2 separate regions of the Sus scrofa genome follow, and region 1 is linked to region 2. Evidence: chromatin contacts called from public HiChIP or PLAC-seq data. All regions are on one chromosome and are shown on one strand. The core of a region is the stretch at or near the end of the contact, and the rest is flanking DNA. Distances in the headings are between cores, read along the strand shown. Region 1 overlaps CHSY1 (chondroitin sulfate synthase 1). Region 2 overlaps LRRK1 (leucine-rich repeat serine/threonine-protein kinase 1).

Region 1 (4,420 bases), core at 1,736-4,235, 170 kb after region 2:
TTGATGAAAAAACAATCCACATACCCAAGAAACTCAAGAAACCCCAGGTATGATAAACTCAAAAAAAGCCACACCCAGACACATCATAATCAAACTGGAGAAAGTTACAGTGAATCTTGAAAGCAACTCATTACATAGGAAGAATCCTCAACAAATTAGCAAATGATTTTGCATCAGAAACCATGGATACCAGAAAGTTTCCATTTACAATACTGACAGAAAAAGACTATCAACCAAAAAGTATCCTTCAAAAGTGAAGTAGAAGTTAGGATATTCCCAGATAAAAAAAAACTCAGAGAATTTGTCACTAGCAAACCTGCCCCATGAGAAATACTGAAGTCTTTCAAACTAAAAAGACACTAGACAATAACTCAAATACACATGAATAAAGAGCCCCAAAGGTTAACTACACAGGCAAATATAAAAGACAACATAGGGGAGTTCCCGTCGTGGCGCAGTGGTTAACGAATCCGACTAGGAACCATGAGGTTGCGGGTTGGGTCCCTGCACTTGCTCAGTGGGTTAACGATCCGGCGTTGCCATGAGCTGTGGTGTAGGTTGCAGACGCGGCTCGGATCCCGCGTTGCTGTGGCTCTGGCGTAGGCTGGCAGCTACAGCTCCGATTAGACCCCTAGCCTGGGAACCTCCATATGCCGCAGAAGCGGCCCAAAGAAATAGCAAAAAAAAAAAAAAAAAAAAAAAAAGACAACATAAATTGTTACAATATAAAGACAATATTTTTTTGGTTTGTAACTTTTTTTCCTCTGATTTAAAAGACAACTGCATAAAGCAACAATTATAAATCTGCATTGATGGGTATACAATATAGAAAGATTTCACTTGTATGATGATAACTGAATGAAAGATTAGGGGAAGAATGGAACTATGCAGAAGCAAAGATTTTGTATACTACTGTTATTAAGTTGGTATTAATTTTAATCAGGTTGTTATCAGTTAATATGTAAGTGTAACACGGAGGGTGACTTCTGAGAAACTAAAAAATAAAGTAAAAGAAATGACAAGAGAGTAAAAATGTATAGCAAATATGTATTTAATACAAAAGAAAGCAGCACAGAACAAAAAAAGACATGAGATAGAACACACATAGCAAAATAACAGACATAAATCCTACCCTATCAGTAATTGATATTAAATGTAAATAGGTTAATAAACACTCCCAATTAAATGGCAGAATTTGAAGAATGGATTAAAAAATGATCCAACTATATACGGTTTCTACAAGAGAGACAATTTAGATTCAAAGACATAAATAAATGGAAGTGAAAGGATGGAAAAAGATATACCATGCAAACAGTAACCAAAGGAGAGCTGGAGTGGTTATATTAACACCAGACGAAACAGACTTGAAGACAGAAATTGTTACTGAAAATGAAAGAAGAAATTCTATAATGATAAAAGGAGTCATCCATCAGGAAGGTTTATAGTTATAAGCATATATGCACCTAACAACAGAGCCCCAAAATATATGAAGCAAAAACTAACATGACAGAAGGGAGACAGACAATGTAACAGTAATACTGGGGATTTCAATATCCTACTTTCAATAGTGGACAGAACTAGCCAGACAAAGAAGGAAAAAGAAGACTTGATAAACATAAAAGCCAACTAGACTGAACAAGGTAACTGTCCACACAACAAGAGCACTACACATTCTCCTCCAGTGGATGTAGAACACTCTCCAGGGTACACTACATGTGAGGCCATAAAAAAGTCTCAATAAATTTTCAAAAAGTGGAAATCATACAAAGCACATTCTCCAGCCATATGGAACAAAATTAGAAAGAAATCAGTAACACAATGGTTGGTCTTATGCTGTTAGGACTCATTTTCTCTTATTTTTCACTTCCCCTTCACACCTCACTGCTGATACAGTCCTTAAATAGCAGCCCCCTTTTGGGGGCGCTAACTGCCCTTCTAATCTATTAGCAGCTTGAAAATTGAACTACCAAATTGCCAGAACAAAACAATAGGGCTCATGATGGACTCTGCCTCAAAGAAACAGGCAGCATTAATGCTCAGTATTTGAGCATCTAGTCTAACCATTTGGAGGTCTGCCTGGTTCTTGGCCAGGTAAGGTTAATGAGCAGCCTAGAGGAATGATCAAGGTACCACCAAAATTCAGTCAGCTCTATGACAACTAGCAGTTAAGAAACATTACTTCTTTTATGGTTAAAGGAAAAAAAAACAAAAAACAAAAACCAGTCTTCTGATATAAGGATATTCAATACTCCTTTAAAAGTCTCTCAGGCTAACACGGAAGAACTCTTTTTTACCTATTTTGCTCTAAATTCCCAATTTCCCTTGGTGATATGCCTTCCTATACAACAAACACCATAGATCTTACCCTGCCCTGTACTGTTTTATATTTAAAGTCAGCTTCACAGGGTTTTAACATTTTTAAGTTTTTTCAACTATTTCATGAATGTATGTTTCTGTCTCCTCAACTAGAGTCTTTGAGGGAGAAAAAGGCCATTATCTTTCATTCTTCTTTTGCAATTTCCTACTAGTTCAGAGTGCATCACTGGGCCTATTAATGATCCCATAACAAACAATGAACGGTTAACTCAGTCACTGCTGGTGTGTCTTGGTGTACTGGAGTCTCCCAAACATTTGGGGATGTGCCAAATAACACCCACTTCAGGTCTGGAGCCGGGTAGAGGGGTTAGAGGTTGGGGTAGCAGTCGTCTCAATATGTGTGCCATGATGTAGAAAGGTTTGGGACATGCTGGGATAAATGAAACCCAGGTGAGAAGAAATGGAAAGAGCGTGAATGGCCATAAAAAAAAGATGCAGCTCTTTACACACTGAATAGAAGAATTTCCAAGGGATATAAGCAAAAATCAGCAAGATACACATAGTATGTAAAACATGCTACCATTCAAATAAAAGGGGGAAGATATACAAACTTCATTGCTTATACATGCATTGGGCATGTCAGTAAAGGCTCACTAGGGTAGATGACTCATGAGGGGAACCCAGTGGTTAGAGAGAGGGATGGGAAAACGTATCCCTGAAACCTGTATGACAGCATTCAAAAGACGATTTTTTTTTAATTGCCAAATCTAACTATGCCTGTTACTAACTTTCATTAGTAATGGTTATTTTCTACCCCAAATATATTCATGACTAGTCAAACACTGAGTCAGATGTAAGTAAGATCTGGATGCTGGTTACCTAGCTGTGTCAAATCTGTGAAAGTCCATTGAGCTCTACACTTATTTATGATTTGTGTACTTTTCCATAGGTATAATATATATACTTCAATAAGAAACAGGGAGTTACTGCTGTGGCCTAGTGGGTTCAGGAGCCGGTGTCGCCACAGCTGCAATGTGAGTTGCAGCTGCAACTCAGATTCAACCCCTAACTTGAGAATTTCCACATGCCACAGGTGCAGCCAAAAAAGAAAAATAAATAAAATTTTTAAAATAAAATTAATAATTACTTAGGTCAATTTTCTTTTTGTCCTTCCTATTAAAAGAGTAATATTTCATATATTTGCCTAAATAAAATAAACTACTGTTTCAAATTTTTTAATACCATTTCTTTAAAAAAAAAAAAAAAGCTGAGTTAGTGATGCTGACCCCATTGAGACAACGGGGAACCAGGTTGGCCAGCTCCTCCTCCCTCTTTTCCACCAGTATTAACTCAAGGCTGCTGGGTCCTCACAGTGGAAGGTTTTAATAAGCCTTGAAGATCACTACTAAAAACCACCTAATGGTTTACCATATTGCAGTCACATTTTTTCATGAAAATGAAGTTTTGAAAGCTGCTTATGGAAAATGCTAAGGTCATAAAAGACAAAGACAGAGGTTGTATAAATGCTCCAGATTAAAGGAGGCTGAAGAGTCAAGACAACCAAATGTAATACCTGACCTCAGGCTGGAACCTGCAATGAAGAAGGAAGAGTTGTGGCCGGGACCTTGCTGGGTCTGCAGACAACACTGTTAAATTTACGTAAGCTGTGCCCTGGTGGGATAAGAAATTATCTTTGCAAACAACAGTGCAAATGGGTTAACTCTGGGTGTAGGCTGTGTGGATATTCTCTCATTCCTATACATTTCTATAAAATTAAAATGATTTTCAAAGAGTTTTTAAAATCATGTATTAATGATTAGGGTTCCCTGGTGGCCTAGCTTTGTCACTGCTATAGCCTTGGTTACTGTCGTGATTCAGGTTTGATCCCTGGCCTGGGAACTTCCATATGCTGTAGTGCCGCCAAAAAAACCTAATGAAGTTGTGTATTAATAAATTAGGCACCAATAATAATCAAAACAAGCCTAGAAATGAATCTGGATTTTGATTATGACAGTTGTTCCTGAGGAGCCACTTTAAACACATAAGTATAATCCCACAGCATTATTTGGGACTTGCAAGGAAAAAAAAAAATTACACCTTCTGG
Region 2 (4,741 bases), core at 1,674-4,173:
CGGCCAGGTCTCCCCCCTCCACAACCCCCTCTCACTCCTCTCCTCCCAGCACCGCACTCTGAGCAGGCCTTTCCCTTTAGGACTGACCTAGTGGCTCATACCTCTTCCTATTCAGGTCTGAAGAACAAGGGCCGTGACCCGGACTCTGAGAAGCTGCCCCACGCTCCGCCCCAACCCCCCAGGCCTCTGGACCCCCTCTGTGGGCCCTGAGGTGCCGTTTTTACAGCAGGCACACTCTCCACTCGAGAGCTCCTTGTTGGTGTGGCTTTGTTAAAACACGTTGGCTGTCATCATCCAATGCCAGTTTTCCCACCTGCAAAATGGGCGTAAAAGATTGTGAGGAGGATCTCTGGGCATAACGTACCCAAAGCTCTGGGTGTCATCATCCAATGCCAGTTTTCCCACCTGCAAAATGGGCGTAAAAGATTGTGAGGAGGATCTCTGGGCATAACGTACCCAAAGCTCTGGGCTGGTGCACTGGTTGAACATGAGCATTATTACTCTTTCCTTACGGTCATGAAATACACGTGCTCTCCTCTCCACCCCTCTACAGTTTCATTTCTTTAAAAAAAAGTTTGAAATCAACCTTGAGCCATTTATGACTGTGGCCCCATGGGCGAGGCTGGGCAGCTCAGGACCCCGTCTGCACCAGAGCGCAGGACATGACACAAAGCGTTATTTAAGCTCAGGGCTGCCCAGAGCCCCGAGCCAGGGCACCGCCACCCGCCCGCAAGACCAGAGGGAATAAAGCTGGCTCTGTGCGGAGCCTCCCTGCCAGGGTGCCTGCCCCTCAGAGGCTGTGCTGCCCCGTGGCTTCGGACAGCAGACCCCTGCATTCTTGCACGCGCACGTCCACACCCAGCCGGGACGTGGGGCTCACTGCCTGGCTGGGGCCCAGAGCAGGGACTCAGATAGAGGCCTTGCTCCTGTTTGCTTTGGCTGTTTTCTTTCCTCGAAACCTGAAGATGGATTTGGATAAACGTTCTTAGGCCTCATTGACCTTGCTGTTGAGCTAGAGGCTGGTTCACTCATCACCTGGGACAGCCCAGCTTCCCAGCTCCAACAAGGGGGCTTTCTGTCCTCACCCTCGCTGGCCCAGGGCCTGGGGCCCCGCTCGGTCCCAACTCTGGCTTTGTTCTCCTAAACTCTTCCCATCCCACCCCAGCCCCACCCAGGCGTCTGGGCTGCTCTCCATCCCCAGCTCCACACAGATGCTCCAGGGATGCCTGGGCTGGGCCCAGCATTCAGCACAGTCTTTGCAATGTTGGCCTCTGCGTGGGGACCTCTGGTGGCCGTAAAAGAGCACATGCTTCATGGGGTTGTGAGGGCATCCCGAGGACCCCCATCAGTGTCAGCTGAACCACAGGCATTTCAGAGATGTAAACGGGGAATGTGGCACAGTGGCCAAGACGCGCCTCCGCGGAAAAGCTGAGTTGGAAGCAATTTCTTTAAGAATGAATACTTGAGCAGAAAACTAGGGAGAGTCAGAGGTGGAGGGGGCCTTGCCCTTCCCTATAGCAGACCAGCATTGGGGCAGTGGTGGGTACCAGACCTTGGCCTGCTCTCATGGGGCACCCACCTTCTGGGGACAGCAAACAGGAGACTAAGAGCAGATCCATGGGGCACCCACAATTGCTGTCACCTTAAGGAACAGAGTTCACGGGAGGGAAGGACGCACATCCTGCCTCTGAAGGAGGCCCTGGTGACCGAAAAGGCAGTCCCCCACCCCCTGCCCCCTGCAACTGACATTACAAGAAGCCCAGGCTGACCAAAGTCTGGCCTTGTGGTCTAGGCCACATGCCCCCTCCCTCAGGGGCCAAGGGCCTTCTTCTCACTCTGGCTCAGGGCAGGGAGGATGGGTGTGGCTCTTCAGGGCCTGGACTGCACCTCCTTTGAGAGCACTCCCAGAAGGTAGCCCCTGCCTTTTCCAAAACTTGCCCCTCCAAGAAGTACCTGTGGATGGAAAATGAGTGCCCCCCTGGGGTACATGCAGAGGTCTTGTGGCCAATTTTTGGCTCCTGGGATCCATAAGATGCACAAGCAAAGGCATCACACATCCCTCCCTTCTCCCTGCAGAATTCCTACCTGGTGTTGGCGGGCCTGGCTGATGGGCTTGTGGCTGTGTTTTCCGTGGTGCGGGGCGCCCCAGACAACAGCTGCTCCTACCTGTGCTCACACACAGCCAACAGGTCCAGGTTCAGCATCCCAGACGAAGACGCGCGGCAGAACCCCTACCCTGTGAAGGCCATGGAGGTGGTCAACAGCGGGTCTGAGGTCTGGTACAGCAATGGGCCGGGCCTGCTGGTCATCGACTGCATGGCCCTGGAGATCCGCAGGCGGCTGGAGCCTTACTCAGCCCCTTCGGTGGTCATGTCGGTCGTGTGCAGCTCTGAGTGCCGTGGGGAGGAGGTCGTCTGGTGCCTGGACGACAGGGCCAACTGCTTGGTGATGTACCACTCAGCCACCTACCAACTGTGCGCCCGCTACTTCTGCGGGGACCCTAGCCCCCTCAGGGACGTGTTTCCTGTGCACCCCATGGGCCCGGAGCCCCTGCTCAGCCCCATCGCCAGCCCGAAGGAGCCCCAGAAGGACTCCCTGGCGGACGTGAGCATCATGTACAGTGAGGAGCTGGGAACACAGATCCTGACCCACCAGGACTCGCTGACTGACTACTGCTCCGTGTCCTCCTACTCCTCGTCCCCATCCCACCGGGTGCCCACATCCCTTTCCAGCGTGCCCTGCTCCCCAGCAAGCTCCTCCAGTCTGCTTTTTTCCACTGACAGCGGGGACACCAGCAGGCTGCTGGAGCCCACCCTGGGCTCCGATAGGCCTGAGCATGACCTGAGCCCCGTGGACGGTGAGGCATTCAGCCAGCACTTGCAGGCAGTGAAGATCCTGGCCGTGAAAGATGTCATCTGGGTCCCCAGGTAGGTTTTCCAGCAGGGGGCGCTGTCCTGCACTGCCCGTTGCTCTGGCTTTGGGAGCAGAGTGCAGGGAACCTTAAGACATTATTGAGATCCATCATGAGCTGTTTCCTCTCCCCTGGAACCAGAGGGATCTCTTTAGCAGATCTAAGACGGGCGGCACGAAAGCCCATCTGCCCTCTAGAGAGCTCAGGGAATGACAAAGGAGAGCCACGGTCAGGTTTCCTCCTGGGAAAGGGCTTCTTGCCCGGCTTCGGGGCCTCTGGTAACTCAATCCATTTGCAGAAACTGCATTTGTTGCCATGCCTTTCTGCACGCCAGCTCCGTTTCCCCTGGAGAGCACAGCCCTGGACAAATGCTTCCCCTTCTGGGTTTTGGTTTCTTAGGCGTGGTGGAGATATTATCGTCATCGGCCTGGAGAAGGATGCAGGTGCCCAGCGGGGCCGAGTCATCGCCGTCTTGAAAGCCCGAGAGCTGACTTCACGTGGGTAAGACTGAGGGTAGCAACTTGAGGACCTGGCATGTGGCTAGGGGAATCGAGGCCCCCTGCCACCTCCCTGCCTAATGGCTGCCGCCCCTGTGTCTTCCACAAATAAACATGGCATTATCACTGTGGCCATAGGCAGATGAGGAACATGCTGGGGTCTAGCAGGCAGCTCCTAGAGGATCGGCAAATACCAACTGAACCAGGCATCACCCATTCATCACCAGTTGTGGCTGACTGTTTCTGGGGTGCCCACTACAGCTGTGAACCAAGTGTTCTTCCTGGGGTGTGCCTCCAGGGCCCAAGCTCAGCTGCAATCAAAGTGGGGATCAGCAGTATCTCTGGAGCGCTGGGAAGCAGGTTCAATCCCTGACCCAGCACAGTGGTTTAAAGGGTGTGGCTTTGCCACAGCTGCACCTTAGGTTGAAACTGCAGCTCAGATCTGATCCCTGGCCTGGGAACTCCATATGCTGTGGGACAGCCAAAAAAGAAATGGGGATCCAGGTGATTCCTAGTCCTCCCCACCATGCAATAGCCCTTCCCGAGGGGCCCCTCCTCCCATTCAGCCCCAACCAGGGCCCTGCAGCCAGGCCTCACCACCTCTTGCCACGCCCATGCCCAGGCTCAGCTGTGCCCATCACCCATCCAAAGGGCTCCCACCAGGAGGCAGGCCAGACTCCACTGTGAGAGTCACCCTGGCTGTGGAGACGGGAGGCTGGTGCCCGCCGGTGTCCTGGAGTCACCAGGTGGCTGGCAGTGTCTACACCCTTCACTTTGCTGAGTCCCATGCTGTTAACCTCCCTTATGGAGAAATCCCCTTTGGCCTGTTTTCCCTGGAGCAGGATACTGATGGAGATCATGTCAGTGGCACTGGCGCCAGTGACCTTGCCCTGCAAGTGGTTCTGGAGACAAGATCTGGGATTGTGGCTGGGCCCCAGCTGCATTTTTGGGCATCAGTAGCTTCCAGATGTCAGAAGAGGCTTCCGGTGGGGCGGGGGGTTGAGGACCTGTAGAGGCCTGCCCTTTTGACCTTGGAATGCCCCCATTAATATCCCTGAATTTTCCTATTTGCTCCCCCAAAGACAAGTTTACCAGGAGCCAGGCACACTCACTAGGGAGAAAGCCCAGGCAGGAAGGCTGCAGCCAGAGCTCGCTAGTTTTGCTAGGTTTTGAGATGCATTTATCAGATGCCCAAGGAGACATTCAAGGCCCAAGGGAGCGGAGGGCCCTGCCCATCCCACTTGACATGCTGGCCTTGGGACGGGTCGGGGCGCAGGGGGCGGAGGGAGGAGTTTCTGGCTTCAAGGTGGGCCACCACTTCTCAGGGCCCAGG

What was found. HiChIP or PLAC-seq counts read pairs in DNA pulled down with a chosen protein or histone mark.
Region 1: a contact with region 2 is called in an H3K27ac HiChIP or PLAC-seq map of alveolar macrophages. The contact joins two enhancer-like sites. A contact is called at or near these places in 2 of 2 datasets of contacts at active chromatin or transcription factors (alveolar macrophages and skeletal muscle).

Annotation. Positions count from the first base shown.
Region 1 is chr1:139,784,531-139,788,950 of Sscrofa11.1, forward strand. All of the region lies in intron 2 of CHSY1 (chondroitin sulfate synthase 1), which reads right to left. Among named protein-coding and RNA genes, the nearest start is that of CHSY1, 18 kb to the right of the region's middle. Within about 2 kb of position 2,986, at least 3 of the 83 cell types and tissues checked have an H3K27ac peak or open chromatin away from gene starts, as enhancers often do. A contact at or near this core is called in alveolar macrophages, where this site is marked.
Region 2 is chr1:139,617,773-139,622,513 of Sscrofa11.1, forward strand. It overlaps LRRK1 (leucine-rich repeat serine/threonine-protein kinase 1), which reads left to right. Exons shown (of 34, transcript XM_021098586.1): 32 at 2,077-2,927; 33 at 3,311-3,412. Among named protein-coding and RNA genes, the nearest start is that of LRRK1, 130 kb to the left of the region's middle. Within about 2 kb of position 2,924, at least 5 of the 83 cell types and tissues checked have an H3K27ac peak or open chromatin away from gene starts, as enhancers often do. A contact at or near this core is called in alveolar macrophages, where this site is marked.